7 separate regions of the Mus musculus genome follow, and all the other regions are linked to region 1. The links are chromatin contacts, called in public HiChIP or PLAC-seq and promoter capture Hi-C maps. All regions are on one chromosome and are shown on one strand. The core of a region is the stretch at or near the end of the contact, and the rest is flanking DNA. Distances in the headings are between cores, read along the strand shown. Region 1 holds the start of Thoc2l (THO complex subunit 2-like). Region 2 overlaps Zfp326 (zinc finger protein 326). Region 3 holds the start of Zfp326 (zinc finger protein 326). Region 4 has its middle 17 kb from the start of Zfp326. Region 5 overlaps Lrrc8d (leucine rich repeat containing 8D). Region 6 holds the start of Lrrc8d (leucine rich repeat containing 8D). Region 7 has its middle 18 kb from the start of Gm32230.

The links. Promoter capture Hi-C pulls out the DNA fragments that hold promoters and counts their contacts. HiChIP or PLAC-seq counts read pairs in DNA pulled down with a chosen protein or histone mark. Capture Hi-C pulls out chosen DNA fragments and counts their contacts.
Region 2: a contact with region 1 is called in a promoter capture Hi-C map of liver, with 2.1 times the contacts expected there. The contact joins the enhancer-like site here to the promoter of Thoc2l in region 1. A contact is called at or near these places in 8 of 39 promoter capture datasets (the 3T3-L1 cell line, the C10 cell line, the HPC-7 cell line and 3 more) and 2 of 115 datasets of contacts at active chromatin or transcription factors (astrocytes and large pre-B cells).
Region 3: a promoter capture Hi-C map of liver shows a contact between it and region 1, with 7 times the contacts expected there. The contact joins the promoter of Zfp326 here to the promoter of Thoc2l in region 1. A contact is called at or near these places in 4 of 39 promoter capture datasets (the 3T3-L1 cell line, hippocampal neurons, liver and 1 more), 2 of 115 datasets of contacts at active chromatin or transcription factors (astrocytes and large pre-B cells) and 1 of 9 other capture datasets (liver).
Region 4: a contact with region 1 is called in a promoter capture Hi-C map of liver, with 4 times the contacts expected there. The contact joins the enhancer-like site here to the promoter of Thoc2l in region 1. A contact is called at or near these places in 5 of 39 promoter capture datasets (the 3T3-L1 cell line, hippocampal neurons, liver and 2 more).
Region 5: a promoter capture Hi-C map of pre-B cells shows a contact between it and region 1, with 3 times the contacts expected there. The contact joins the enhancer-like site here to the promoter of Thoc2l in region 1. A contact is called at or near these places in 3 of 39 promoter capture datasets (the HPC-7 cell line and pre-B cells) and 1 of 115 datasets of contacts at active chromatin or transcription factors (astrocytes).
Region 6: a contact with region 1 is called in an H3K27ac HiChIP or PLAC-seq map of acute myeloid leukemia, with 4 times the contacts expected there. The contact joins the promoter of Lrrc8d here to the promoter of Thoc2l in region 1. A contact is called at or near these places in 1 of 39 promoter capture datasets (pre-B cells), 1 of 484 Hi-C or Micro-C datasets (CD4 T cells) and 3 of 115 datasets of contacts at active chromatin or transcription factors (acute myeloid leukemia, astrocytes and pancreatic cancer cells).
Region 7: an H3K27ac HiChIP or PLAC-seq map of microglia shows a contact between it and region 1, with 6 times the contacts expected there. The contact joins the enhancer-like site here to the promoter of Thoc2l in region 1. A contact is called at or near these places in 4 of 39 promoter capture datasets (hippocampal neurons, liver and stem cell-derived epiblast-like cells) and 1 of 115 datasets of contacts at active chromatin or transcription factors (microglia).

What each region holds. Positions count from the first base shown.
Region 1 is chr5:104,506,089-104,510,412 of GRCm38.p6, reverse strand. It overlaps Thoc2l (THO complex subunit 2-like), which reads right to left and starts at 2,063. Exons shown (of 8, transcript NM_001166581.2): 1 at 1,842-2,063.
Region 2 is chr5:105,896,135-105,900,458 of GRCm38.p6, reverse strand. It overlaps Zfp326 (zinc finger protein 326), which reads right to left. Exons shown (of 12, transcript NM_018759.2): 7 at 3,856-3,967. Among named protein-coding and RNA genes, the nearest start is that of Zfp326, 22 kb to the right of the region's middle. Within about 2 kb of position 2,083, at least 1 of the 459 cell types and tissues checked has an H3K27ac peak or open chromatin away from gene starts, as enhancers often do. A contact at or near this core is called in liver, where this site is marked.
Region 3 is chr5:105,874,321-105,878,644 of GRCm38.p6, reverse strand. It overlaps Zfp326 (zinc finger protein 326), which reads right to left and starts at 2,077. Exons shown (of 12, transcript NM_018759.2): 1 at 1,947-2,077. The coding sequence starts at 1,962.
Region 4 is chr5:105,857,441-105,861,764 of GRCm38.p6, reverse strand. No RefSeq gene overlaps it. Among named protein-coding and RNA genes, the nearest start is that of Zfp326, 17 kb to the left of the region's middle. Within about 2 kb of position 2,359, at least 81 of the 459 cell types and tissues checked have an H3K27ac peak or open chromatin away from gene starts, as enhancers often do. A contact at or near this core is called in liver, where this site is marked.
Region 5 is chr5:105,715,875-105,720,198 of GRCm38.p6, reverse strand. All of the region lies in intron 1 of Lrrc8d (leucine rich repeat containing 8D), which reads right to left. Among named protein-coding and RNA genes, the nearest start is that of Gm42166, 13 kb to the right of the region's middle. Within about 2 kb of position 1,853, at least 138 of the 459 cell types and tissues checked have an H3K27ac peak or open chromatin away from gene starts, as enhancers often do. A contact at or near this core is called in the HPC-7 cell line and pre-B cells, where this site is marked.
Region 6 is chr5:105,698,102-105,702,425 of GRCm38.p6, reverse strand. Lrrc8d (leucine rich repeat containing 8D) reads right to left here and starts at 2,457. Exons shown (of 3, transcript NM_001122768.1): 1 at 2,172-2,457. It overlaps Gm42166, which reads left to right. Exons shown (of 2, transcript XM_017321263.2): 2 at 1,563-4,324. The coding sequence ends at 2,538.
Region 7 is chr5:105,624,017-105,628,340 of GRCm38.p6, reverse strand. No RefSeq gene overlaps it. Among named protein-coding and RNA genes, the nearest start is that of Gm32230, 18 kb to the left of the region's middle. Within about 2 kb of position 2,195, at least 47 of the 459 cell types and tissues checked have an H3K27ac peak or open chromatin away from gene starts, as enhancers often do. A contact at or near this core is called in liver and microglia, where this site is marked.

The DNA of each region.
Region 1 (4,324 bases), core at 814-3,313:
CTATCCCAAAAGCTGTTACTTGTCTGTGGAATCTGTTCCCCTAACTTGGCTGTCTTGTTTGGCTTCAGTAGGAACTATCTAACCCTGCAGAGACTTAATGTGCCAGGGTTGGGAGGGCCTCCACTTAGAGAAGAAGGAGTGAGGTGGAGGAACTGTGAGAGGGGGAGATGGGGAAAAGACAACCATAAAGATATAAAGTGAATTTTAAAAAATTTGAAAAAACCAACAAATAAACTTAAGGGCAATTAGATGGACTGTATAAAACAGTCACCTTGTATCTGTCCCTGGTACCTTTCTAATAATTTCACTCTCCAAGAAAGGTCCAGAAGTTTCTTAATGAATACACTTTACAGTATCAAATTAGGTATTCTGTTCAACACGGGGTTCTAGAAACAGTAACTATCCATGCTTCCTTGCTGTGGTCTGGTTATTGGTTTAGACCTATTCTAAGTGAAAGGAGAGGAAAAGGAGGAGGGTGGGAACCCCTAGACTACATACAGACATTTGATACACACGCATGCATGTCTCTCTACATCGGCAGTGGTAGGAATGAAACTCAGCCTACATAATATATAGGCATTTGATACACACACACATGTATGCCTCTCCATTACAGCAGTGGTGGGAATTAAACTTGGCCTACATGGTTTATTTTCATAATACCAGAATGTTTCATTTGGCTGACTATCCTGGTCTCTATTTTGTGATGTGCTTTCTTTTCTTTTGTGTTTTCTTTTACCTCTATGTCAGCAGTTCTCAACCTTCCTAATGCTGCAACACTTTGATACAGTTAGTTCCTCATGCTGTAGTGACCCAACCATAACATTATTTTTGTTGCAACTTCATAACCTACTGTTATGAACTGTAATGTGAACACGGTTTCCAATGGCCTTAGGCGACCCATGCTACTTACACCATCTTTTGGAACTACAAAGCTTGCTGGTATCAAAATAACTGTTAAGTATAAAGAAGCTAGCATCCCCATTTTGGCTTGAAATGAAGCGAGAGTATTTATATGAGTGTTTAAGATTAAGACGTCTTCTGCAAAGCATTCAAAAGAATAACTTCTGCCAAATATTTGGGCATATCATGAATACATGCCTTCAAATTTGTATAAAGTATACTGCAGTGTTTTCAGTACTCTATAAACAATCAACGTTCTTGTCCATGCACCTTGGCTGAGTTTCTTGAACTGGGGCTTCCCAGTTCAAGTTAACAATAATGCCCAGTGTCAATTTAAGCTGATAATATTCTGATTTTGGTTGTAAATATGATCCTGAAAATCTCCTACGGGAGGTAAATTTCTGAGGGCAAATGTAGCAGGCAAACCTAGGGACGGCAAAACACACTCCTAAAATCCTGGCACCCCGTCCTTTCTCTTAATTTAATCGCAACCACCTTCCCCGTATCCAGCATTTCCACAGCTTCAGAATATTGCAAAAAACTACTTATTAGAACCGGGTGAGGAATACTGAAGTAATTCCCGGTAGTGCTGTCAACTCTTCACTCCTTTCGCTCCAGTTCCTGAGTTTACTGCACCTGGCACACAGTTTAACTCTTCGGAGCTCGCGGTCCAGAAACCACCTACTGCCTGCGGGCCAGGTAGGCGTTCTATGTGCCCAGAGACGCTCACGGGAGCCACCAAATGCCGGGGCTGAGGAAGCGCCCGGTGACACCAGATCTCATTTAAGGTCTGTTCGCTTCAAGAACGCCCCGGAAAGACTCGGGGGTCTGTGGCTTTCCCCTGCGTGTGTTAGCACAGCCCGGTCCGCCAAGCCGCCGCCGAGCTGGACAGAGGCCGCAGCCCGCCCGCTCGCCTGGGGGCCGCCATGCCGACTCACCGCTCGCTCGCGCTCCGCCCGCGCCGCCCGCCGCGACCGCGCCGGCTCGCGCCTCCCCGCTCCAGCCGCCGCGAACCGCCTCTACGCCGCGGCTCGGGAAGGGCTTCACCGCTCCGCGCCCTCCTGACCCAGCTCGATAGGGACACCAACGACACACCGCCGACTCCACAGAGCGGTGGGAAACCGGTCGGGATCTCCTCGGCGTTCGGCTGACGTCACTGCGGAGGGACGGCGGCGGTGCAGCGAGTCCTCTGCGCACGCGCGGCCGCACTTCGGTTGCTGGCGGGGGGCGGGGGGCGGGGGGCGGGGGGCGGGGTGGGGACTGAGGTCGTTGGTCATCACTGCGCCTTTGTTAGAAAATGCCTTGCTGAGGTGACTGTGTGCACTGGCGGTTTCATTTGAATGTGAATGCTAAATACAAACAATTCTGAGAGCTTTCCGAAAATGATGTGGTTCAACTGGTGGAAAATCTGGTAGTGTACTATGGAAAAAGTCTGTTTATCTCCCAAAGTATGTTGCATCTCAAGAGAAGTCAAGGCATGAGTTAGGGAAGGACTAAAATACTTGTTCACTGTAGACAGCTGCCAAAATTTGTTCCCAACCAAGCCCTTAAAGCTATTTATAAAACTTTTTATCAGAAGGATGTATGTATGCATTATACAGAAACTTGGAAATATTTTATAGTTATTGCACATTGTACTGGGAGAACTGGGACATTGCTACTTGTGGGTGTCTGTCATGCTCTCTATCCAGTATGAAAAGAAGCTTTGATGAGGGGTGAAAGTTAAACTTCTTTATTTTTAGATTAAAATTCTTTTTAATTTAAAAAGGCATCAGGTTTTAAATACATTAAGAATTGAACTCATATTTTGACCCCATCTCCGAAAATTGTCATTTCTGTTGTTATCTGGTTATTATGTCGTGTATGTATAAAATCAATAAATTGTTCAGGAGTATATATCTGACCATTATGTTACAAAGCAACAGAAATACATAAAATCAAATGAGATGTGCAAATATGCATATATGTATCTCAAACACATGACTTAATAAGGTTTTTTTGATTCAATAGTAAGCTGTAGACAGATAGAGATGCACATTAAAAAAAATTTTTACCATGATCAGGATCCACTACATTGCCTTGCATATAACAGTAGATACTGTATAAGTGGCTTGGTCACTTTCCAAGCAATTATTTCTATTTAGATGTCTTTGCCCAATATGAAAATAATGAATGTGGGTGGGAGATTGTTCATTTTTCTTTCCCCAGCAACTATTTAATGCCTGCATCTTGGCAAGAGCTGCACTTACCTGCAAACATCATGATGTCATTTTCCTTTATCCTGTGGTGTATCTGTGCCACATTTGCATTGCCCGTCCATCACTCGAAGGGCATTTAGGTGGTTCCCCCTCGCTAGCTATGGTGAACAGAGCAGCAATGGACACTGCTAAGCAAGCATCTGTAGGAGGATGTCCTTTGGGCATATGCAGAGGAGTGGATCTGAGTCATGGTAGATTTACTTTTAGCTTTTTGAGCAATATTGAGCATGCATGGTTTCTTATATATGGTCCCCAACTGGTAGAACTATTTGGGAAGGATTAGGAGTTGTTACCTTATTGGATAAGATATGTCACTGGGGTGATCTCTGAGGTGTCAAAAGCACACACCACTACCAGTTAGCTCTCTGCATCATGTTTATTATCTAGATGTAAGCTCTGGGCTACTGCCTCACCGCCATGTTTACCTGCTTGATGTCATACACCTCACCATGATGGTTGTGGGTTTGAAAGACTCCGTGAGGAGCCCCTCGCTCAGGCGTCGGGACAATAGCGGACACCCAAGAACTCATGAGAGACCAGGCTTGATGTAAACCACATGAGGCTTTATTCGGGGAAAGCCAGAGCTCTGGGGACGACTCATATCCCACGCAGGGGTAGAGGATTCGACCACGAGGGGAAAGGCCAGTTTTTATAGGCCCTCAGGGGGGAAAGGAGAAGGGAGGAGTAGGGGGTTTCCAGAACTAAACAATGTCTATTCTCAAGAAATGGGTATGGGAGGGGTACAAGGAAAGAGTCTGGTGCAGGTGTAGCAACTCAGGATTGGCCCGGCTGTGGTTGCTGGGAAGATTTTCCGACTCTTTCTCAGCAACCAATATCACAAACACCTGGCAGTGAGGTGCAGCAGTGGGCACACACCTGGGTTCAAGGAACGGTCAAAACATTGGCAGACACACGGGTTCAAGGAGTGGCCAGAGCATTGTGCACCTCTATTTTTCTAAATCAGTGAAGCTAGTTCTGCTAACAGTGAAATCTATCTTGCCAATTTCAGGGCTTCTGTGACCTTTTACATTCTGTCAGGATCTTTCAGGCTCACCCACTGTAAGGACCAATAAACTCTTTCTCTATAAGTTGCCTGGGTCCTGTTTATGCTAGAACAGCAATTGTAACTAAGATAAAGGCTATTTGGTACTCCACTATACAGG
Region 2 (4,324 bases), core at 834-3,333, 1.4 Mb before region 1:
AGAAATATTATCCAACATAACTAAGTAGGCTTTATCCCTTAGTACAGTGATGGATGGTTCAACATACTCAAGTCAATAAAAGACAACAATTAGATGCAGAAAACTGACAAGATCCAACATGCCCCCAAGGGCTTGGAGGAGACATAACAACATAGTAAGTGCTATGTATGAGACACCCACAACCAGCATCATAAATGGGAAAACTTTGAAGCAATCCCACTGAAGTCAAGGAATGTCTACTATCCCCACTCCTTTTCAATGTTGTGCTTTAAGTACTAGCTACAGCAATAAGGCAAGAGAAGGAAATTAAAGGGATACAAATAGGGAAAGAAATCAAACTATCCCTATTGCAGATGAGATTGTAACTATACAGACCCCAGATATTATACCAGGAAATTTTTATAAATAACAAATAAAGCAATGTGGCAGGATACAGAATCAACTTGCATGAGTCAACAGCTTTTCTATGCACCAAGAACAAACATACAAAGACAAGATCATGAACACATCCCCATTCACAATAGCCTCCAAGAAAATTATCCCCAAATAAACTCAACCAAGGAAGTGAAGAACCTCAAAAATGAAGACTTTAAGCCTCTGAACAAAGAGATTGAAAAAGACAGTAGAAAATGGAAAGACATCCCACATTCAGGGATTGGAAGAATTAACATGAGGAAAATGACTGTTTTAGCAAAAGCTGGTTACAGATTCAATGTAATCTCAATCAAAATCCCCATCTCATTCTTCACAAAAATAGAAAAGAAAAGAAAAAAACTATCCTAAAATTCATATGGAACCACAAAAGATCCCTGATAGCCAAAACAATCCTGAGCAAAACAAAACAAAAAACCATTCCAGATCTTAAGATCTACAGAGCCATAGTAATAAATAACATGGTGCTGGCACAGAAACAGACAAGCAGACAAAAGAACAAAATTGAAGACCTAAACATGAGCACACACAGCTTCAACCACTTTATATTTGACAATGACGCCAAAAACACAATCTGGAGAAAAGAAAGCATCTTCAACAGACAGTGCTGAGAAAACTGGAGTCCACATACAGAAGAATGGAAACAGACCCTCATCTATCAGATCAGACACCTACAAGTGAAACCTGAAAATGCTAGAAGGAAACACAGGCAGTATCTATCCTACACGATACAGCATAGGAAAGGACTTCCTGAATAAGACTTCATTTGCCCAAGAATTAAAGCTAACATCTAACATATGGGACTTCATAAAATTAAAAATTCTCTGCACAGCTAAAGGAACTGGGGGAAACCCAGAAAATGTGAGAGAATCTTGGCCAGCTACACATCTGACAGAGGATTAATATCCAGGGTATGGGTGTATAGGACTTTCGGGGGGGGGGGGGGCATTCAAAATATGGGCCCGAGACCTGAACAAAGTGGTCTTGAATGAAGGGAGGTGGGGAGGAAGGCTAAGAAAAATCTCATAAAATGTTCATCATCCCTAGCAATAACCAAAAAAGCAAAACAACTTTGAGATTTCATCTTACCTCCATCAGAATGGCAAAAATTAAAAAAATAAAAATACAAACCAACAACAAATGTTAAGAGGGGATGCAGGGAAAAAGGAAGCATCATTCCTGTCGACAGAACTGCAAACAAGTGTAGCTACCATGGAAATCAGTGTGAAGAACTCTCAAAAAGCTAAAAATAAATCTACCATAGGACCCCGCTACACCACTCCTGGCCCCAAGAACTCAACATCCTACTCCACAGATAATTGCTCAGATGTGTTCACTGCTCTAGTCATAGTAGCTGGGAGATATAAACACCCTCAATGTCCTTCAACTAACAAATGGATAGCAAATATGGTGCATATACACTATGAAATACTACTCAGCTGCAAAAAAATGAAACCATCAATTTTGCAAGTAAACAGATGAAAAGTTTTTTTGTTTTTGTTTTTTAAAAAAGTACTGAGTGAGTTACCCAAACCCAGAAAGACAAAAGTTACATGTTCTCTTTAAATGCAGCAGGCACCCCCACACCCCGGCAGTAACCAATAGCTCTCTAATTGGACTTAGGACCTACTCAACTAGAGAGAATCATGGCCAATCCTAGAAACCTAGCCAACTACCGAAGGCTAATGAGGTCATAGATCTGAAGAAGAACCTACAACCACCACTTACCAAACCAGCACAAGGCCCAAGTACACTAAAACACTTGTCCTTATAGCCATGGGTAAGTGCAGTTTTCACCTCTCATAAAGGAAACGTGCCTTTGCAACACACAAAGACCACTACAGAAAACCACAATCAAGCAAAACGCAGAGTTACGGAACCTAGTCCCAAAACAACTTCCAAACCTACGACTCCTAAGTCTCAGAAACGCTGCAGAAGAAGGGGAGACTGTAAGAGCCAAAGGATCGGGCAATCTGCTGTGAAATTGTGTCTCCTAGTCATGTCAGAAGCTACACCATAAAAACTCACCACCACGACTGCCTAAACATGAGCTGAGCAAGGACAAGCCAAAGTGGATGAGGAAAAGGCACAAGGCGCAGTGATTAAGAGCACCCACAGGGTAGAAGATCCTATGCCCTGTGACTTCTGCAGCTGCTGCACACATACGATGGATATACATACATGCAAGCAAAGATTCATATTCATGAAATATAAATAAATCTCTTGTTAAAAAAAAAGATTTTGAGTCCCCAGTCAGATCTATTCATCTCTTTCTAAAATTCATTTTACTTTTATTTAGGTAGGGGTGGGGAGCTATCCAAGGAGGCCAGAAGAGGCCACTGGATCCCCTGAAGATTGTAACAGGCACATCTGTGCCTCACACTCACAACATGCTGGGAACTAAACATGGGTTTGGAAAAGCAACACATTCTTTTTACTGCTGAGCCATCTTTCCAGCCCTCATCATTTCTTTCATACCTATAATAACTGACTTTAAGCCTGGAAAATGTTAGAGAAGAAAATCCTTTGTTTTACTCTTTTACATTTTTTTTAAATTTCTAATCTCTATACACAGGATATGAGGGTCTAAACTAATTCTAAAAGTTTGTTGTTTAATCAAATCTTTTTATTTAGCACATCATTATATATATGTACTACATGCTAATATAAATGCAGTCTACTCACAGGCTAATAATTCTGTCACCTGCCTATCACAGCCTGTTTTCAGTGCTAGGCATCACACTAAGCACTTATCAGTGTGCCTCCCTGATGCATCTGTGTACCTGAGGGTTCATGAACAATTTCCCTGAGACCCTCCTGTGCCCACTGCTGACAGCATGCTCGCCATCTCTCTGTAGTGATGGGGATTCGCATGTGGGCCGTTCCTTGTGCTGTGCAGCATATACGCTTACCCACCAACCCACTTCCCAAGCCCACATTATAACCCTTCAATGTGTCATTATCCAAAACTGCCAATGCCTATTCATTCATCATTCCTTCACAATTTTCTCTAGCAAACTTATACACTAATAAAACACAAGCTTTCCTAGTCGAGAACATCAGTGTCTCTGTAGTCAAATCTCGAGACTATAGTCTGGCTTCTGCCACTCAAGTGCTGGGCTTATAGTTATGTACTGGTATATTTGGTTTATGCAGTACTGAGTAACTAGTAGTTTATCAAGGCTTTGTGTATCGAAGGCAAACACTCTACCAACAGCCCTAGCCCCAGTCCTTTATTAATTTAGTCAAATCTCTGTTGACTTGAACTTTTTCATATTCTGTAAAATATATTTGCCAATTTTAGTAAACTTTTTCGAGATAGGGTCTCATTATGTGGTCTATGTGATATTATGCTTAGGAAACACACCTAGCTTAAAAATCTACCTATTAATAAGCCTCATCTTTGATTTAGTGACCACAAACCTGTATCCATCTCCATATTTTTCACTGTTTTTTTCTCGTCTACGTCTTTGCTTCTCTCGCCGAGCCTCAATTCGCCGCTTTTCTTCTTCTTCATTTTTAGGATCAGTTTTTGCTAAGATTAGGGGGGAAAAAAAAACTTCATTTTAATACATTGTGACTTTCTACGTCTGCTTCATTTCTATGTAACTACTACATATTTTTGTTTAAATCTGCTTATTTGTGCTTATTCTTGTGTTTTATATCCAATATATCTGGACAAAGCATCTAGTACTATATTTCCTATTTTTAATGACAGATTAAAATGTCTGTTATTAGAAAAAAGTTTTTTTAATTATTTTTATTTTATATATATTTTTTGTTTGTTTGTATGTATGTAAATGTACCACATGTATAATGTATATGCAGTGTTCATGGAGGCCAAAACCTGCAACTGGAGTTACATACAGTTGTTGGCTGCCATGTGGGTGCT
Region 3 (4,324 bases), core at 828-3,327, 1.4 Mb before region 1:
ATAATTACAAGCATCCACTTGAGGAAGCACATCACCCTTTCACTGCCTAATGGCAATGTAAAAACTATTTAATGTCCATATTTGTAACTGCCAAAAGAGGAGACCCAGTATTAATTTAACTTACACAAAGCAAAGGTAAAACGATTTTTCAAAAACGGTGATGGATGTGAAACTTGGTCTTGTGGAATACAAATGTTTCAAGGTCAGTATTTGTTTTACCACTTCATCTGTTCTCTCTAAATACTTTAGAAGCCTGTCTAAAAAACACATATGCATATATGTATGAGCGTGGGCTGTATCCATCCAGGCATAATGTTAAAGCCTTTATTTAACTCTACAAATAAAGACTGGAAGAACGGAATTGAATATGGAGCTTCTAGATATAACTGAACCCTGGCACATGACAGGATCAGAGTCAGATACACTCAAATCTACAGCCCAACTGCAGCATTGGTGGCTACGGATGGGCTGTTAAGAGATTATTTATCTCTAACATTGTTCATTATTTTTATCATAAGTATAATGAAAGCAAATACTCCAAATCTGACCGCTATTTTTCAATCCTCTACAGAAAATGGATTTCCTTACTGACTGACTCCTCCCACTCTGCACACACTACAAGGTTAACTTCTGGCACACCACATAGGTTGGTAGTGTCATCAAACTTTGGTCTAAAACATACTTTTTCTCTTCAATGTCAACTCTGACTAGTGCACATAGTAGTAATTTAGAGTCACCTATATCAGAATGAGTCACTGTCCAACCCCGAAGCACAAGCAGGACGGTATGCTATCCTGAAGAGCTGAACTATATTTCAAAGCAACCGAAAAGTACTCCGAAAAGGGTGATTCTTTTTCCTATATTTACACTTGACAGCCTCAACCTCTTGTAGCAAATCAAAAATCAAAAGCTCATGCAATACGACCTACGCCAAAAAAGCACACCTCATTCAATGTCAAAGCCCATTTCTGGTGGAGGCAGAGGCTTCCTTCACAAGAAATGAACCGGTTTTATTTAGAAATACCTAGTTCCTCGAGATTACACCCAGTTTAATCCTACAAACTGTTCCTCGGCTCCCTAACACTATCACTACTGTTGATCACTTTATCTTGACACTGATTCCTATAAAAGTTGAGCAAGGTTTGAAGATACCAAATTAACTGTACTTCACGGCCAGGGAAAGCTGAAAAGCAACGTTACAATTCGGTTTATTTAACCAGCAAGTCCAACACGGGCTGCTGTGCACCGATCTAGCTGAACGTGAAGGGCATCTGGGGCTTGCTGTGCCAGAATTCTAACTTAGGTAGCATTCATACACAAGCCCCACCACTACCACCCCTAAAAACAAAAATAATAATGATAATGCACTGGGTCACGGAGCTGTTTCAGACGCGGTATTCACTAGCAGGTAACCTGGGTGAGATATTAGACAGCTCGGTCGGCTACGTGGTAATAACTTGCAGATTCTGGTTCTGGGGGAACCGAAGCCCATCTCGATGGAACGCCTAGAGACGCCCTTTATACTCCTCTCACACGGAGAAGCATCGCACGAGCCCGAGGCAGCCTGTGTCGAGCAAGATTCCAGAGCCCGGGGCGACACGGTGAGGACCGGCTCCACCCGCCACCGGGTCGCTGCCCCGAGGGCCCCGTGGGCCCCGTGGGCCCGGTCGCCGCTCGGCGAGGCCAGGAAGTTGCAGGCGGCCGCGGACGAGGCCCCGAGGCTCGCAGCTAGGCCGACCCCCTAGACAGCAGGGCCCCGGGCCGGCCGCACCCCCACGTGGGGCTCCCGGACCACAGGGCTCCGGGCCGGGCCCGCGGTCGCTGCGCGGCCCACAGAACAAAGCCACACGGCCATCTTGAGGCGGTAAACAGACCCCCGGCGCAGGCCGCCCGCCGCCCTCCCTCCCGCCCGCCCGCCACGGCGGCCCGCCCCGCGCGCCGCTCACCGTCCTCGAAGTCCATGCTCGACGCCGCGGGGCTGACGGTCTCCGCGCTGCGCTCGCTGTGGCCCGCGGCAAGAGCCCGCGATACGGCAGTGTCCACACGACCGGCCCGCGCGACCGACAGCGGCGCTACTAGCCGGGAAGCCGCAGGCCACAGCGAGGCTGGGGGCGGGGTCGGGCGGGCCTGCCAGTCGTCGCAGCACCGCCTCCGATTGGCCGACGCGGGGTGGTGGGCGGGTCTCGCGAGGGGGGCGGGAAGCGAGGCAGTTGTCAGGCTCCTGGGTCCTGACCCTGGGGATCGCGGGGGACGGAAGGTGAAACGGGAGTGCGGAAGGCTGGAGAGGGATGTTCTGGAAGGACTCCGGTTGGCCGGCCATGTTGGAGCCTGGCAAGAGCAACCGGGTCCAGGAGGGAGTGCCTTTCTCTTGCAGAAACTCATTAAATGACATGGCGACCTTTGGCTACTGTTGGCTGAAGGAGTGAGGAGGAGAGATTTTTTTCACTACTTATGGAGTTCCTTCCTCTGACACACAGAAGTGTGGGGCGTGCACAGGAACCCTGATTGCCAAATAGGACAGGATCATAAGACTATCCCAAGACAGGCTGCTAGCCACTGCTGGGTTGAAGGTAGTAAAGCAACTGTGAAAGTTCACAGATGGGAAAGATTTGGCAGGAAGAAAGTAGTCCACCGTTCAGCTCGAAGGGGAGAGGGAGGGAGGGGGAGGAAGAGATTATTCCACTTTTAAAATTGTGTTGGAGCAGATGCAAAGGTATTCACTCAGGAACACTATGGGAAGACTCTTGTGGACTTGAACCACAGTTTTAAATAATTTTCTCTCTGTCCTCACAGAGCAAATGGCATTAACAACAAATTGGTTACCTAGATAGGAAGCCAGACATCAATTCTTTGCACTCAATTTGCTAGACTCAGTTCGGAGGAAGCCGGAAATAAAACTGGAAGCACAGGGAGGTATACCACAGTAGCCCCAAATCTGGGCACGGCTTTGTGTCCTCCTGCTCATCTCTTCCTCCTCCACCCTCCCTGACTCATCCTGTTCTCCACCCTTTCCCAATTCCTTCTCTTCTCCCCTCCCACACATGTTTTCTGTTCACCTGGGCTGAAAGCTGAACTCACAATTTCCCTTCTCAGACCTGCTTATCCTCGTGTATTCTCTTGGCTGTTCACGGGGCGGTGAGCAAACCGCCCACTAATCCCAGCCAGAAGGCTGACTCGGTCCAGTCCACTCGAGACTAGCTCACCGCTCTTTCAGCCTCCTACTTCCAATCCACACACTTTTGTATCTGCTTACCCCACCTAAGATATCTTAGGTCGGCCCCACCCTTTCCATTTTCGTGGCCACTACCTGAGTTAGGATACTCACTGTCTCCCTGCAAAACTCTTGCTTATACAGGGCTGGAGAGATGCCTCAGTGGTTAAGATCACTGACTGCTCTTCTACAGAGGTCTTGAGTTCAATTCCCAACAACCACAAAGAGATTCACAGCCATCTGTAATGGGGTCCGATGCCAACTGGTCATGTCATTCCCACATTAAGGCTCTGAGTAGATCTGTCCAATGCTGCCTAACATAGAACACAAACAAAAGGTAGAGATACTGCCTGACCCTTGCCCTCTCCCTGTATTCCCCTTCCTCTCACCCTGTTCTGTCTCTGTCTCTGTCTCTGTCTCTGTCTCTCTCTCTCTCTCTCTCTCTTTCGTCTTTATAAAGACTTTTTTTAAAGATTTATTTATTATATGTAAGTACACTGTTGCTGTCTTCAGACACACCAGAAGAGAGCATCAGATCCCATTTACAGATGGTTGTGAGCCACCATGTGGTTTGCTGGGAATAGAACTCAGAACCTCAGGTAGAGCACTTTAACACACACACCCCCTTCTATCCCACCACCCACCAGAGGTAGTGGGAAAGAAAGGATAAGGGGGAAGTGGACCTGCTTAGAAAGGTTCTTTGGAGCCACTCTCGCCTGTGTTGTCTGGAAACAGGCAGTTCAGTTCAGCAGCGGCAGCTCGACCCCCTGGCGAACACTTCACAGATACACCAGCGAGGTGTCCTCTCATGAGCGTCACAGATACACCAGCGAGGTGTCCTTTCATGAGCGTGCTTTGACAGAAGATCCTTTCACCTGTGTCCACTTCAGCGAAACACACCTTCACATGTTTGTCCCCGGCCAAACACCATCCAGCTTTCCAAAGAACGCTTTCATTCCCACTTCAATTATGGATATGCATTGTCTGTGTGAGGGTATGTGCACGATCGTGGGTGCCTGTGGAGGCCAGAAGAGGGCATCGGACCCTCTGCAGCTGAAGTGACAGGGCACGGTAATTTCATGGACATGGGTGTTAGAACCTGAGTTCAGCTTC
Region 4 (4,324 bases), core at 1,110-3,609, 1.4 Mb before region 1:
ATACCTGGAGCCAAGAACACATTGAGTAGGAAGTCCTTCTGCTTAGCTCTCCCACTACCCAGCTCTTTAGAAACATGTGTGACTTAATTGAGAAAGAGGAAACATGGTGACCAAGTCTGGTAAGACGGGAACTCTCCTTGCCTATTCACTTTTCTCATATAAAAGACCCAGCCAACATCATTTTAGTCTGGATAAGAAACAGAACGTTTTAGCTGAGAGTGTGGCTCAGTTGCTGGAGTGCCTGCTTACTATGCAAGAAACATAACACTGGGTTTGGTGGCCTGCAAACCCATGGGATGTGGAGGCAGGAGGATCGGAAGTTCAGGACCATCCTGAGCTACATAGTGAGTTTGATGTCAGCCGGGACTACATAAAACCCTGTCTCAAAAGCAGACAAAAATAAAAGCCCCCAAGCATCTGTCCCTACACCCTTGATGGTGACACACTACAAAGGTAACGTGATCAAGACCACAGTGGCACAGCACAGCTTTCTCTCCAGACCCCTGGAAAACATTGAAGAAATGAAGGCTTTAGTTTAGTTGGTTTTGATGTTGTTGTTTGGGGTTTTGGGTTTTTTGGTTTGACAAGGTTTCTTTGTGTAACATCCCTAGTTGTTCCAGAACTTGCTTTGTAGACCAAGCTGGCCTCAAACTCACAGAAATCCTCCTGCCTCTGCCTCCCAAGTGCTGGGACTAAAGGCTTGCAACATCACACTGGGCAAAGGCTTTGGTGTTTGTTTGTTTGTTTGTTTGTTTGTTTGTTTGTTTAAGACTATGTGTCATAGGCCTTAAAATTGCTATGTAGCCAAGGATGACTTTGAATTTCTGATCCTCCTGCATCCCACGTACTTGTTTGTTGTTGTTGTTGTTGTTTTCTTTTTTTCGAGACAGGGTTTCTCTGTGTAGCCATGGTTGTCCTGGAATTCACTTTATAGACCAGGCTGGCCTCGAACTCAGAAATCCGCCTGTCTCTGCCTCCCCAGTGCTGGGATTAAAGGCGTGCGCCACCACCACCTGGTGCATCCCACGTACTTGGATGATAGAAGCTCATCTCTGTTTTATTCAGTGCTGGATATCCAGCCCAGAGTGCCTGCACACCATGCTTGCATTGTGCCACTGAGCTGAACTCCCGGCCTGGGTCCATCAGACGCGAGGTGAGGTGTGGTGGGCCTTCTACCGACATTCAGATTCCAGCAGAATCAAAACTGCATGCTAAGACAAAACACCCCAGACTCCCCTTGACATAACAGACAGTGTCGGGGCAATTCTGAGAAGCAAGATTCAGTGCAGCATTGTTCTCATAGAAGGCTCAGAGTCCTGTCATCCTCTCTTTGCTTCTTAGCTATACAATTAAATATTCTCTTACTGCCTTCTGGAGCTCCCAAGTCTAGACACTATAATTATCATGGCAATTTCTCCAATGCCCTAATTAGCAGCGAACTAAAAACCCTTGGAGAAGAAAGCCAGGACCCTCCCCCGCCTCCAGTACTAATATCTGCCAAAGCCCACAACGAAATTAGTCTAGTACAGGGAGGGAGACTCATCCCCTTCCTCGTTCCCTATCTCCCCTCGATTGGCCTTCCTGTATCCTTCGGGAAGGAAGACGTCAAAGGTTTGCTTCCGCTTTTCCTGTGCCTCATTTAATCTTCCCACCCCACATGGCACCACACAGGCCCACTTTAGCCGTCAGAATTTAGCAGAGACTGTGCTGGACCAAGACATTTCAGCTTGTAGTGTACTTTTGAACATTTGCTTTTATGGATAAAATTAGGAAGGGTCACAGTTCAACCTGAATGTAACCTGAGCCCATTCAGACAGGACTCTGGTTTGCTGGTGTTTGTTTGTCTAGGCTTGTAAAGACCCGCTTCCCTTCCCAGGAACCCAGGCTGTCTTCAAACTCAGCTATGAAGCAGAGGCTAGCCTTGAACGCCTAATCTTCCTGCTTTGTTTCTGCATCCCAAATGCTGGAATTTGGGTTTGGGTTTGGGTTTAGGTTTGAATTCAGGATTGGGTTTAAGGTAAGGGATCATTAAAATAGTATCTATGTAGTCACCCTTCCTTCTCAGCATGGAAGGACCTGGTAAAGTTAGTTAACAAAGAGACTGTACTTATCAGGGCTCTGATCTCAGTGGCTCCCTTCAGGAGTGAGTCAGGGGGTCCAGGGGCATCTGATTACAGCTTTGCCCAGGGTCAGAGGCACTTTTCATGCAAAGGGCCTGACATTTCCTGGCAGGGACAGGATGTTTAGCTTTAAGCCAAAATTCCGGAGCAGCTCATTTGTGTGGGCCGAACAGCCCAGCCCTTCTTGGAACTCACACCCAGTGTCTCCTTACTTCAGCTGGTTCACTGTGGCCGCTCCCTTCTCAGAACTCATTGTATTTCCTGTGTGTCTTTTCTCCCTGTCTTTATAAACATTCTTGGGGGCGGTGGATGGGGGGGTTAACTAGCAAAGTGTAGGCATGAGTAGAGGAGGGAGAGACCACATGAAACAGGCTCTTCCTAAATTAATAGCCTCCCCCCCACACACACACACACACACTACCCCAAGTACCTGGACCATGTGAGAACCTGAGGATGGAGCTCCTGGCCAGTCATGTGACTGCTCTTCCTTAGTAGACAGGAGACTCCCTTCCCAAGGGCCCACCATTGTTACCTGTCATTGTTCCCTTCTTAGATACCCAGGCAACCTCTCTACAAAACCAGATAGAAATGGCCCCAGAGGTTATCCCTATTGATAACGTTATCATTAGTATAATATTTGACATGTTACAAAGCTCCTTTGCCTGTGCCTTTGCTCTGCTTAAGCCTCATTGCAGCCCTGTGAAAACTATCATACTGTGGTCCTTTATTTCGGATAAGGAAATCTGAGGGCTGACCACTCAGGCAAATTAGGCAGCCGGTGGCCTGAAGTCCCAGGGTCTATGTTATCCCACAGCTGCTTCTAATAGGAAGAGCCAGCCTGGCAGTGGTGGCACACGCCTTTAATTCCAGCACTTGGGAGGCAGAGGCAGGCAGATTTCTGAGTTGGAGGCCAGCCTGGTCTATAAAGTGAGTTCCAGGACAGCCAGGGCTACACAGCCCTGTCTCAAAACAAAACAAAACAAAACAAAACAAAACAAAACAAAACAAAACAAAGGTAATAGGAAGAGCCAAATCCACAGCCTCCAGGCTCAGAGGAGTCACATGGGCCCATGCCTGCACATGGAGTCACATGCCTGCACATGGAGTCACATGGGCCCATGCCTGCACATGGAGTCACATGCCTGCACATGGAGTCACATGCCTGCACATGGAGTCACATGCCTGCACATGGAGTCACATGCCTGCACATGGAGTCACATGCCTGCACATGGAGTCACATGGGCCCATGCCTGCACATGGAGTCACATGGGCCCATGCCTGCACATGGAGTCACATGCCTGCACATGGAGTCACATGCCTGCACATGGAGTCACATGCCTGCACATGGAGTCACATGCCTGCACATGGAGTCACATGCCTGCACATGGAGTCACATGCCTGCACATGGAGTCACATGCCTGCACATGGAGTCACATGGGCCCATGCCTGCACATGGAGTCACATGCATGCACATGGAGTCACATGCCTGCACATGGAGTCACATGCCTGCACATGGAGTCACATGCCTGCACATGGAGTCACATGGGCCCATGCCTGCACATGGAGTCACATGCCTGCACATGGAGTCACATGCCTGCACATGGAGTCACATGCCTGCACATGGAGTCACATGCCTGCACATGGAGTCACATGCCTGCACATGGAGTCACATGGGCCCATGCCTGCACAGGTGACCAACGTGACTAGAGACTGGGTCAAAGGCATCCACCTGGTCTGAGGCATAAAGACGCTTTGTGCAGAAGGATCTACTCAAAGGGCAAAGTCATTCGCACTAGCTCTCTCTGGATTCAGACCAAGGAATTATTATATTAGTCTGCTAATAAAAAGAGGAGAATGAGCAGACATATCATAGGGAAAGGGCAGAGAGATGACATAAAGGGCTTAATACTGATGGTGAGAGAGACAAAGCCTTCCCTACAGCTGTCTCCGTCAATCCCTGAAGAATTCTCCAGCTGCAACTGTACAGCTAAGTGAAGCCCTCTCACCCAGACAGCCTCCGATTCTCAAGTCCAAAGAGGCTCACCATGCTCCACCTGGAGTGAGTTTGGCAAAGAGACTTCGGCCAAGCCGGTCACTGTAGCTCCCTGAAATCTCTCCAGGTCCACTGGTCAGGCAAGTGAGACCCAGGACAGGCTACTGAGCCCGGGGGCCTCCTTATCTGGCCCTTTGAGGCTCAGTTTAAT
Region 5 (4,324 bases), core at 604-3,103, 1.2 Mb before region 1:
CCTCCACCTGACAGCACCATAGATTTCCAGACTGCAGAACTGCCTGGCTCAGAGGCAGCTGAACTCGCAACTGCAGGGAGCTGACTAACCTGATAGACTTCATGCACTTAGATCTTAGTAGCAGTTGATACAGTGACCTGAGAAGCCAGGACCCCTGATCAACTGCAACTTCCGTGGCCCCCAAGAACCACAGAGCAACCAAGCAGCCTAGAGGCAGAGAGCCGATACCTTTACTAACAAGGGGAGGAAAAGAGCCAGAAGAAACACCATTTAATCTCTACTCAGAAGTAACAGAAACTGTTCACATTGGTATAATCAAATTTGCATAGAACATTAATTTGAGAGGTGCGGGAAGGGCAAATGAGGGTGAGCAAAGGGCTCAGTCAAAGTAACAGAGATGGTAGATAAACAAGCTGCTACAGTGCTGTGCTCCTTTTAATTCTCAAAGGAGGTCCTGTAGGTGTCCATGCCCAGTATCTGCCTCTAGCCCCAAGATGGCAAGACAGTGGGGATATGCTTGAAACTCTAGGACCCGAGGCTGATCACCATCAAATACATCCTGATATTCCACTAATCAGTAAAGTTCCATGACAAATGCCATCCCCTGAATGAAAAGCCGATGGTCCGTTTGTACTCTGGCTCAGTACACACACGGCTGGGACTGGAGGTCGTGAGAAAAGTTTGCAGATACGTGCTGGGATGAAGAACAGCAGACACAGGGAGAAGAGAACTAAAATTTGGGCTAACCTTGTTATTTTAAGCATAAATTATCATTTCTAATGTCTTTAATGCTGAAAAATAGCTTCTCCCTTGACAGAACTGTTTACCTTCTCAGAAAAAAATAATTATCCTTCAAAAGTCATGGCTAGCATCATTTCTCAGTTGGTGTCCTATCTGCCTAGCATGCCTGAGGCTGCTGGACTCGTCCCCAGGAGAGAATAAACGGGGCTGGGTGGTCCTCATCTGTAATCTCCAGACCTGGGGAGTTTAGAGGTAAGGCGATAAGAAGTTGAACAATACACTTGGCTACAAAAGAGGTTCAAGGCCAGACTGAGCTACAACCTTGCCTCAAAAGTCAGCAGCTGCTACAAAGTTTAAAAGAGAAGAGTGGGCCAGTCATAGAGATGCCTTTAGTCCCAGCACTCAGGAGACTGAGGTAAGACCTCTGTGGGTCTGAGGCCAATCTGGGCTACATAGCCAGATTCTGATCAGTCAGGGCTACACAGGGAGACCCTGTCAGGAAAGAAAGAACAGCCGGGCAGAGGTGGTGCACACCTTTAATCCCAGCACTTGGGAGGCAGAGGCAGGCAGATTCCTGAGTTTGAGGCCAGCCTGGTCTACAGAGTGAGTTCCAGGACAGCCAGGGCTATACAGAGAAACCCTGTCTTGAAAAACCAAAAAAGAAAGAGAGAGAGAGAGAACAGAAAGCAAAAAAGGAAAGAAAAGAAGGGAGGGAGGAGGGTTTGTAAAGGCCTTTACTCAGTGGATCACAGGAAATGTACAAGTGACCATCTCAGGGCTCCAAAGAGTCTAAAGAATGAACTGAGAAATAAGGAGGGGCGGGGAAAGCCTCCCCACCCCAGGATAGGGGCTTCAGCTATAGGATACAGGCTCCAGCTGTATCCTAGCAAGCTTGTTTATGTAAGCAAGGCGTGCTCCTAGAAAATAAAAAGCCTTAAAAGAAGGAACCCTACGTAATTGAAACTTCCTGATACGTCAGTCACTCTCGGGACTCTTGTCTGTGGTCTGGGCAGCTATTTTCAAAAGGACAGATCTCGCCAGGGACAGAAGTATGGAAGGACTGCCTCTGGGCTGCAGTTACGACAATAACGATAGCAACAAAAATAACGATAGCAACAACTAACTCTGAGCCAGGAACTACTGCATCCGTTTTACATAAATTATCCTCACCACTAACCACACACTCACATCTTCATTTTAAAAGGAAGTCATGTCACTTTGCCGTGGACCTTTATCAGCTAGTGGCACAGTAGGGCTGTAATGTAGGCAAGACTCCAGAAGGCATATTATATAGTGTGATAGTCAAGGGAGACAGGCAGCCAACAGTAAACCCCCATCTTCCATTTCCTTCTAATATACGAAAGAGGAGAGTTTTACACAATGGTATGAAATGCAGAGCAAGCTGAGCACTCCTCTAGCTACAAGTGGAGAGATGGCATAGACAGCATATGTCCAATGACAATGCTCTGAAGTTACACTTATTTACAGGGAATAGAAACACACTGTGGGACTGGAGGTAGTTCAAGGTGTGAGCGCTACATTTCAGCTCCCCAGCATACATACACACACACATACACACTCAAGCTAGACAGTCACACATCTGTAATCTGGGGGCGGGGGTGGGGAGCAGGAGGCAGCAGACATGACAGCTAGCTCCCCAGAATTCACTGGCACAACCAGAGCATTTGTGAGCAACAAATCCACTTAGAATCTCTATCTCTGGCACAACCAGTCAATTTGTGAGCAACAAGTCCACTTAGAATCCCTATCTCAAAAGATAGGTGGAGATCAATGGAGAGAAATACCACGCCGGCAGACAGTTGGCCTCAGACTGGTGTGCATACACTCACACTCATGATTGCGTGCGAGTGAGTGCATGCATGCAGGGTCTGATGACTGGTCTCTTCTCAGAGTTTAAAAATCTCCCATACAAACTGCAGATTGGCTGTAAGCCAGACTCTCCTCCTAAATGTCCCAAAGTCCTTGCCAGAGTGTACAGTCACACGCAGGCTCCTTGAACAGTTTCTCAGGCCTTACCCCAGATCTGCTGCCTCGGAGTGACAGCAGGGGAGCTTGTGGAAGCTGTGCATTTAAATAATTCCCAGGTCCTAAGGAACGCCCCCCACCCCACCCCACCCCCAGCTGCTCTGGCCATGCTGCAGACACACTGCTGCTTTCTCTCCCTTCTCAAGAACCTACGGTTGGGGGGGTGGGGGGGGTTATGGTCCAGGCCTGTAGTCCCAGCACACGAGGGGCAGAAGCAGAAGAATAAGGCCTTCAAGGCCAGCCTGAGCTACATAAAACTCTGTCTCAGAAAATGAAGAGAAATGGTCAGGTGACTCAGCCACCTAGGGAAATGCTTGTCACACCAACCTGAGGACCTGAGTTTAGCCCCAAGAACCACCGGAAAAGGACAGGGCTGCTTCCCAAACACACTGACAGTGGCTGGCACATGCCATGCATGCACCCATGATCTCTGATAAGTAATACAATTAATTTTTTACAACTAAAAGATTCCATCCTCGAATGGAATGCCTTTTGTTCAAAAGCCCATACTCCACAGCAGGATGCGTTGACCCTCCAAACATGCCCCACACCTCCTCTGACCCCCAGTCTGCCACAGAACCAAGTTATAGGCTGTCCCAAGGTCCCTCCCTCTCTTACTACCTGTCACCATCTCCTTTACCAGTCAGCTCCTGCTCAAGTCACCCCTAGACTTTGCAGTCAAAATTAGTCTCCCCCTTAGAGAAACTGCCCCCAAAGCGCAGCTCATACAAGTACGCAGTACAGACTGTGGGCTGCCACGTGCCAAATCCTCTACAGCTACTCTCATGCTGGCTGCTACTCCCATGCTGGCTGCTCCCTTAAAGCAGGGTGAACACAGAGAATTGCACACCTTGAGTGCCAGACTTGAGTCGAACGTTTCACTGAGTTACAGCCCAGCATGGTAATGCTGACATGTTACTTTGTGCGAACCCCAGTTTTAGAATCTCTGATATGGGACAGAGATGGCAATGGCCTTCAGGACTGAGGGGGGAAAGCTTGGAGAGTTTAGACAAAATGCATTATTAAAGTGGTCACTGTCTTGTGGTCAATGATAGGACCTCCACGTACTTCCTCTCCTGCTGAAGTGCATGGTAGACAGAGCGATACTCAAAAGGGTCCTCTTTTCTCAAAATAAAAAGGAAGGGAAGGAGGAAAAGGAGGAGGGAGAGGGATTTAAAGTCATAAACAGGGACTTCTGAAAACCCTTTCTCCTTACTCAGTTTTGTTCTGCTGTGAAGGGCCTTTCATAATATTTCTATTGAAAAGCCATTCCTTGCTTTCCTCAAAAAAAAAAAAAAAAAAAAAATCAATGTACCAAGTTTTAGGCACAAGCCCCTCAGTCTCCCTCCCACTCCAGCTTGGCTTTCCACGATGATCTACAGTAACTGCCTGCAGCCAGTGTTGCTGCCCAGAGAATCGCCTGCTTCACCCTTAAAACAAATAGCACTTTGTGGGGAAACTGGAAGCCAGCCCAAAGGAGGAGGAGAGAGAAACCAAGAAAAAAAGAGTTGGGGCCAGAAATGGAGTCAACGCCCAC
Region 6 (4,324 bases), core at 1,208-3,707, 1.2 Mb before region 1:
CCCACAAATATCAGGAAAGTCCAATTTCTAAAACAAGAGTGCTCACAAAACAATTTAACTATTTGGACAAGCCAAACATTTTAATCCTAAAATTAGTTTAATTAATTAATTAATTTTAAAAATTAATTCTAAAATTAAATAAAGAAAAAGTTTTAAAATTTTTTTTTTAAAGTTCCAAAATCTCCATAAAATATAAAACTTAACTGGGGTGGGGGTAGGGGGGAAAGGCCACAGGTTGACTAAGAGTTTTCAACGCTTAGGCAAAGAAGGCTGTGGCCATGGCTCAATACTTGGTTGCATCAGACACACTCCACCCTCCCCCAGTGGGAAGTGGGGGAGGGAACGCCAGGTCACCTGAGGACAGCTCACAACTCTGACCTCTTAATCTATAAGGTTTCAATCAACAAAGTTTATACACCTTCAATAAAAACTAGAGGAATCTAAGATAGTATGTTCCTGTGGACAGAGCGGGAACTCTCCACCGCTGTGGAATCCCATCCAGCACTGTGGATTACTTCCGCGTGTATTTCCGGAGGGCTCCCTAAATTAGTGGCAGTCAACACTCTCAGGTTCTCGACCTCATTTTAATCTTCAATTCTTTTTCATGTCCAGACATTGGCTTTTAACTTCAGTTGGTGTCAGGACAGCTCTGACCCTGACCTTGCTGATAATATATATGCTGTGTTCTCGAGCTGGAAAAAACAGATGGTATCTGAAGACCTCACAGAGTAGTGATTCCCCCCCAACCCCAGGTCTTCATGACCCTCACCCTCTACCAGGCCCTGGAAACTTTGGGGAGGGGGGCCTGAATCATATTTTCCTCGGTTGTTTATTAAGTAAACAGCCCTTACCCTTACTGAGACCAGACTCCACGCTCTGCCGGGACTCTTTCCACACTCGAGCACTGAGCGAGTGTATTAGGTGCTCAGTGAACGCTGTGTGGGTGGGATTTTATTATTTAAATGGCCAGGGAAAGTTTCCGGATATCAGTGCTTCACGTCTATATCTCTTTCAAAAAAAAATAACAAAAACAAAAAAACTCACGTCTTCACAGCTGTCTTGACCAATACAAAATAAAAACTAAAAGAAAACTTTCAAAGTCACGGAGAAGGAAATTGTGGGAGGAAAGAAACCAAACAGGAGCCCCCAAAGTCTCAAGTCAGGGCTCCGGTTCGGCGAGGACGCCCAATACTTGGTCTCATCTCTTCGCCTTCTGCTCCCATTTCTTTACCCTGCTTTTTCTTTCCAGCAATCCTACCTCCCCACTCTCTGCCACGCACACCCCAGCTGCATGGGAACCGCGAGACCTTATACCCCAACCCTCTCCAGAGGGGACCTACCTCTCCTCCCCTCGACCCGAAGCAGTTCTCCTTCACTGCGGATGGCTTAAAAAAAAAAATCAAAGAACAACAACAAAAAAATCTCATTTCCTTATCTGTTAGGGATACCCCACATAAAGGGGGACAGAGACAGAGTGTCCCCCATCGACCCTCCAGTAACTGGAGGTGACAGTCCTCTGGGAAGGCACCCCAGTTCTCCTCTTTTTCAAGCCCCTAAACCAGAATCAAGCAGAAGTCCCGTTCCCAAGAGCCCACGCTTCCAAACAAGCTAGAAGCGGATTATACCGGTACCCAACCCGGAGATGGCCCGCGGCGCGCAGGGTGCACCTGCGGCCCCAGTGCCCTCCCCCCGGGCGCGGAGGGCGGGGCGCAGGGCTCCCCTCCCTTCCCCGCCCCAACCCGCGAGCACCCCGAGTGGCCCACCCGGAGCGGGACGGAGGCGGATGGGGAAGCGTTTCTGCAGAAGTTCAAGGGCTCCTCTCGCCGGCTCCGGGCCAACCAGGCCAGACACCAGACACCCACCTCCTGGAGGACTCGGAGCCACCGCGATAGGCAATCTCCGCCCCTGCGTTCGCGCGCACGGAGGCCGAGGCGGGAGCGCGGCAGCCGGCACCCGGCCCGCGCAGGGCCCAAAGCGAAACAATGTCCCAGCACGGGGTGGGGGGGCTTGGTCGCACTCCCCGCCCCAGGGTCCCGAAGCCCTCCGGAGTTCCCGATCGCAGCCCCGGGAGCAGCCGTGCTCCCCCGCGGCGCCGAGAGGCCGGACGTCTGCGCGCCCCGGGGCCGCTCCACCTGCGCCCTCCCGGCCAGGGTGGACCGACGCGCACCCACCTTCGCGGGCAGCCCGGGCCGCGCGTGCGGGAGCTTAGGCGGAGGCGGGAGGCGGCGGCATCACCTGCGGCGGGCGGCGGCTGCACCGGGACGCGCCCCGGAGGCGCGCGGCGCCCTGGACCCTGAGTCCGCGGCCCCGCCCGCGGCTGCCACCTCTAAGCGCGGCGGAGGAGCCGGGGCACCCCGGGCGGCGGCAGCGGCGGCGACGGGAGCAGCAGCACATGACTCTGTAACGAGGGGAATTAGACAAAGCGTAACATGGACTCCAGGCCCGTGCAGGCGCCGCAGCTCTGGGACCAACCGCAGCCTGCGAGCGCCGCGACTGGCCGGGTCGCAGCCAATGGGGCGGGCCCGGGCCTCCATGTGATTGCCTGCTCTGGGCCCGCGCACCCCGCCGCGCCTGCCTAGGGGGTCGGTCCGGCTGACCCGAGGGGCTGGGTGGCCGGGAGGTGACCGGGATTCTGGGCTGGCTGCTTGAAGCTCAGCAGGTGCACGAGGCGGAGAAGAATGGCCGCCGAACGTCGCCGGAGGCGCAGAGCTTATCTCTTTCAAGCGCACCTGGGCAGGGCATGGTGCCAGGCTGTCTGTTCCCTTGAAGCAACCGGGCTGGGCCGGGAAGCTTCGTCTGTGTTGCAGTTTCAGGAGGCTGTTCTGACCACTAAAAGCTGATCGTTGAGATTGGGAGAACGGGTGCGGGGTAGGCATTAAAAAGTCATCCAGTGCCTTCCAACTGGGAAAAAGCAATTACCTGGGATTCAGGGCTCGTGCACCTAACTTAATGTCTGCGCAAACAGATTTCTCTGCTAACAATGCCTTATCTCGTACGTTTTATTTTCAGCTGAATCGGGACCTCCCTGGTCCCAGTCGTTTAAGCCAAAAACGTCGTGCGTACGAAACAGGCACTTGGGAAGTTGTTCTAAAAAAAGTTTCCCAACTCGATAGCTTTCCGGTGTGTTTTTGTTGCCGTGCGGGTGAAGTTTCCTTAGTGTTCTTTTTTTTTTTTTTTCCTCTGTGGAGAGATGAGGGCCAGGACACCAAGTCAGTCAGGGTAATTATTTTAGTTCAATCAAAACAAACGATTCCTCCCCATACTTCAGTATCTCCTTTCATCTGAAACCTCACGCTTCTGGGAACTCATGCCCAAAAAGATGCCCTCCAGATTCATTTATCATCCAACGCTCTTAAAGAAGGCCAGGATCCTACAGAGAGAGGCAAAAAGGAAAATGTTTTTCTGGGCTCCCAGATGGTGACAGTGGCCCCTAAAAGGTAGAAGTAGGCCGCCCAGACATGGAAGAAGAGGCCAGGCCTTGAGGGCCAACACCCTCCCGCTGAGCAGCCCCAGGCAGTTTTAGATGGAACCTCAGCCTTTTGTTTGCTTCCCGGACCCTCCCGGACTGCAGCCTCTCCAATTCCCTACACCCTGCCAAGGAGGAAGTGCGTGGGCAGCCAGTGTGTGGCAGGTGATGTAATTACAGCCCTGGGTTTGCTGATCTAGGAGGTTAGAGGTTTTCATGCTCCTGACAACTAATGGTGGGACGGCTGGATGAAAAATGTCCTGCTGTTAAAATCAGTTTAGAAAAGTTTCTCCCTTTGCAGAACCACCACTTGCTTTTTCTATCATCTTTTTTTTTTTTCAAGCTGATTCTAGAGGTTTGTGGTTTTTTTATGGTTTTATTATTGGTATAAATTAAAAGGTAGGCCAGGCAGTGGTGGCTCACACCTTTAATCCCAGCATTTGTGAGGCAGAGGCAGGCGGATTTCTTGAGATCGAGGCCAGCTTGGTCTACAGAGTGAGTTCCAGGGCAGCCAGGGCTATACAGAGAAACCCTCTCTCGAAAAACCAACCAAACAAAATCTCAGCACTAGACTGGAGTCAGGAGAAGGATCAAGATTACCCTCAGCTACATAACCAGTTTGAGGCCAGCATGGGTGACATGAGGTCCTGTTTCAAAAAACACTCTCACCCAAGCCCCCCAACCCCCTCCAAATATTGGTATAAATAGAGAAAGCAAAGAACTGATCAGCCAGCCTGTGTGCACACCACAGAGAGAGAACACATTGTCACATGCTGAATGTGAGATCAAGTTTGACAAATTCTTCTGAAATACAATTTGGAAATTGTGTTTTCTTTTTGAGACCAGGTCCCCTGAAGG
Region 7 (4,324 bases), core at 946-3,445, 1.1 Mb before region 1:
TACCCATGTAATTACTCTGTTTTGCAACTTTGTAGTGACTCCTTTTCACCCTTGGAATGGAAACAAAACTAACCAGAAAAACTCCTTACTACAGCAAACCAGATGGCAGCTCAGAGCTACGCTGTCTGACACAGCAGCTCCTGGGTCTAAGCTGCTGGTTAAATTTAAGATTTATTTATTTCATGTATATAAGGGTTTTGCTTGCATGTACATTTGCATCACCTGCATGTCTAGTGGCCAGAGGCCAGGTGAGGGCATTGGATCCCTGGAACTAGAATTACAGATAACTGTGAGCCATCATAAGGGTGCTGGAAACAAAACCCAGGCCATCTCCAAGAGCAACCAGTGCTCTTAACCACTGATGCACTTTTCCAGCCCCTGCTGCTAATACAGTTAAATTAAACAACAACAACGAAATCAGGGCCGAGTAGGTAGAATGCTTGCCTAAAATGTCTTGGCTCCCCAGCATCACATAAACCAAGTGTGCAGGCATAAAGCCATAACCCCAGGATCTTTGAGGTTGAGGTGGAAGGACCATGGATCCAAGTTCCACAATTACATAGCAACTTCAAGTCCAGTTTGGACTACATGTTAAAAAAAATGAGAAAGAAAAGAAATCAAATTCAACCCCCCCCCCCCATCCTTTGCTAGCCTAATGACCACATGCACCTAGTGATTACTCTTCAGGACAGCCCAGATTGGAAACTTCGTAAGCATCATGGGTGTTTCTGGTCAGCACTGGGCAGCAGATGTTAACTGTACCTCTGTTTTCTACCTCTCAGACCCTCCTTAGAATGTACTTGAACATTTCTTTGGCTGATTTCCGTTTGTCCTTCAGCATAGAGCTCATATATTATCACCGCCACAGAAGCTTCTCTGGACTATTCCTGTGTCCCCTACTCCCGGATTGCACAGACTGGGGTCTGTCAGAGCCTTAGCCACACAATACTTATTAGACACCACTGAGGACAGCCATTCAGTAGTGCCTGTCCCAGCCAGGCAGGAAGAGCATGCGTGCTTCCATTTGGGCTCCCTACTTCCCCTTAGCTTCTGAGAAGTAACAGAGTGAGTGGGTGACTCTACAGGCACCACACCCCCCACCACCCTGTGTAAAGACAAACATGCTCAGAATGGGAGAACTTAGACTTCTGAATGCAAAGGACAGGGCGCTTTTTTCTTTTTAGTAAAAAAAATAAAACAACACCACTAGATGTATTATTTGCAAGAAATTTTATTGTTTCGAGTTTGGGTCTCACTGTGTACCCCACCCGGTGTTCAGATTTATAAACTTCTTGCCTCTGCCTTATCAGGATGAAGATTATGCATCTAACTGGACAACCCTTTTAACGAGTCAAATACACACACACACACACACACACACACACACACACACACACACAATCTCATAATCTTACTATTAAAAATGACAACTTCTGATTACATTTAGATATTTGTCTTTTCCCATGTTTTTTTTAATATATGTAACATGTGTGTTTTTGTATCTTGAAGAAAAAGAGCCCGACTAGTTATTAAGTTTCCTTTAAAAAATAAAACCTGACACATTGTTATTTTTCATGTACACTTAGGAATTCAAGAAATGTAACATTAAAAAAAATGTTACTTTCCTTTTTGTGCAGGCTGCCTGTGCCCCTGCCCCCCAACCTTGCTGTAAAGCTCTCCTGACATAATACCCAGAGCAGAGACAATTCTTTCCCATGGCAGACAGAAGGAATGGCCCTTTTCTGAGGCATTAAGGGTAATTGTACACCAGCCTAGCCCAACCCTGGAACAAATTAGTCAAAATTAGGCCCGAGTGGCATCCTAGGATCAGAAGGCCAAGGTTAGAGGATTCCCTGGAGATAGACAGAGGCAAAGCTCACACAGTGACAGGGTTGCTACATGAGAGGAAAGGGAAGTTTGGGCACGATAAATGAATAGTCGAAACTAAATTGGTCTCAGTCTCATAGGAAAACACAGCCACTTCTTAGTGGTGTGGGGAATCTCTGGAGGAAGAAACCAAAACACTGAGCCTACGAATGAGCTCTAGGAGGGAGAGTTGGTTTAGATTTTGTTCTCTATTGGCTCATGTGCCCCAAGACTGCCTGTTCTAGGTAGGTATCTGTTACCTCTGGACAGCCACTGTGGAGTCCGAGCTCATGCTATGAAACCCGGTGCTTCCTCTATGTCTGAAAATGATGGAACGAGTCAAGGACAGCCAGGCTCCTTCCTGCCTCGAGCTCTCTGAGGTCTTGCAGAGGCTGAGGCAGAGGCTACAAAACACACTCGGAAATGATACCAGCTGAGAAGACAAAGCATCTCTAGCTTTGCCTCTCGTGTTCTTCTGAGTTGACCCAGAGACTCTGCAGTGCTGACCCTGAGGAAGCCTGGTTCATTCTCCAGGAATAGGACAGGAATGCAGCATTGGGAAGAACAGGAAAAGAAATTAAGTTCTTGAGCAGGAAGACTCCACCTTTCCTTTGAGGACAGAAAAATAAGTAAGTAAGCAAGTAAATAAATAAATAAAGACCAGAAGGTCAGCTGGGAACATGTAGCTCAGTAGAGTGCGACCTTCCTGGACTACTTGTCCTTGTACTACTTCAGCCCACCTCCTGAAAAGCAGGCAGCCTAGGACCCGGTGGGCAGACACCACCTGTGTTCTAAGAACAGAGGCACCTGAGTGTGGCAGGCCAGCCGGCCCCTGGGCTCATCCTGGCTCTGCACCACTCCCTCCCTGCAGTTGGATTATAGCTCTATATCACATCTGGCTTTTTATGTGAGTGTTGGGGATCCAAGCCCAGATTCTTTTGCTCTCACAGCGAGCACCCTACTCACTGGCACATCTCCCCTGCACCTGAAAGATCAGCAGGACGGTGGAAACAATGGCAACCAAGCAAGGGAAGAGATGAAAGCAGAGTATGAAAGGGGGCAGGAGGGACGCAGAAGGTGGATCTGCTGGGCGCTTTCCATGGGGTCTAGTGGCAATGTCACTGGCAAGTTGATGCCACACATTATTGTTTGTCAGTCTTGCTCTGTACAGAGAAATTTGCTCTGGGCATTGTTAGCTGACTCTCAGCTACTCTCTGTGGCCTTTGGTTCTGAGTGAAACCAGATAGAAGCTCTTTCTTCTTACTAGGACTGGAAAACAAAGAGTTAAGTTCTGGCAAAACTACTTCTGGCTTTGGTTTTATCTCAATGTAATGGGTTCTTTTTTTTTTTTTTTTAAATGTGTTTTTGTGTAATGTGCATGCATGTATGCACGTTTACATGCGTATGGGTGCACATGTACCCATGTGTGTGCATATGTAGTGGGGGACAGAGGTTGATGTTGTATGTCTTTCTGGATAATTCTCTATTTATGGAAGCAGGATTTCTTGCTGGACCCACAGCTCCCCAGGTCAGCTAGGGTAGTGTAGCTAGACGGCTTGGGAGTGCCCTGATTCTGCCTCTTGAGCTCTGTAATTACAGGTAGGCCACTGTGCCCACCCAGCATTTATATGAGTGTTGGGGATCTGAGTCCCAAACCTGAACTCAAGGCAAGTTCTTTATCACTGAGCCATCTCTCCACTGAGCCCCCTCCTTTTTTATTTTTATTTATTTTTGAGAAAGGGCTCAAGGTAGCCCGGGGTTGGCCTCTAATTTGCTGTGTAGCCAATAGATGGCCTTGAACTTGTGATCCTTCTGCTTCTACCTCCCAAGTGCTGGGACCACAGACATGGTGCTCCACGATGTCCGCTTTTATGCGGGCCTGGGGATGCTAGGCAGGCACTGTACCAGCAGTGCAGCCCAGCTCAGCTGCAGCCCAGCTCAGCTGCAACCCTGGGCTTTCTCCTGGCTTTGACTACTAATAAAGACTGTACCTTCCCCACTTCCTGATGCTGGAAAACTAAGATAAAGAGCATCACTTGAGCATATCACTTACAGGATGCCCTCCAGTTGACCCTAACTTTTCTCTTTCTGTTCTCCATTCTAGTGACTCAGGAACCTTCTTTTCCCTGCCCCATGCTGTCCAGTGACATCACAATTCAGGCCTCTGTCCCCATCCAGAGATCCCAGACCCTAATAACTTCTCATGTCTGTAGGGGGTATCCCCTGCATAGAGGTTCAGCCAATGTTCCCTACTGGAATCTTTCCTCTGGTTAAGAGTCTGGGGGATGGAGTGGGTCCCACCTTCCTTGTGACCCTGTGTGAACAGGCTTTTGGGTTGGCTTTTAAGACACACTGTAGCTATTTGACTATGCAATTGTCTTTTTCTGTTTATGGAGGATTCGAGAACAACTTATTTTTTTGAGAATGATTTTCATCCTTTCTTGTTAATCTTTTTCAG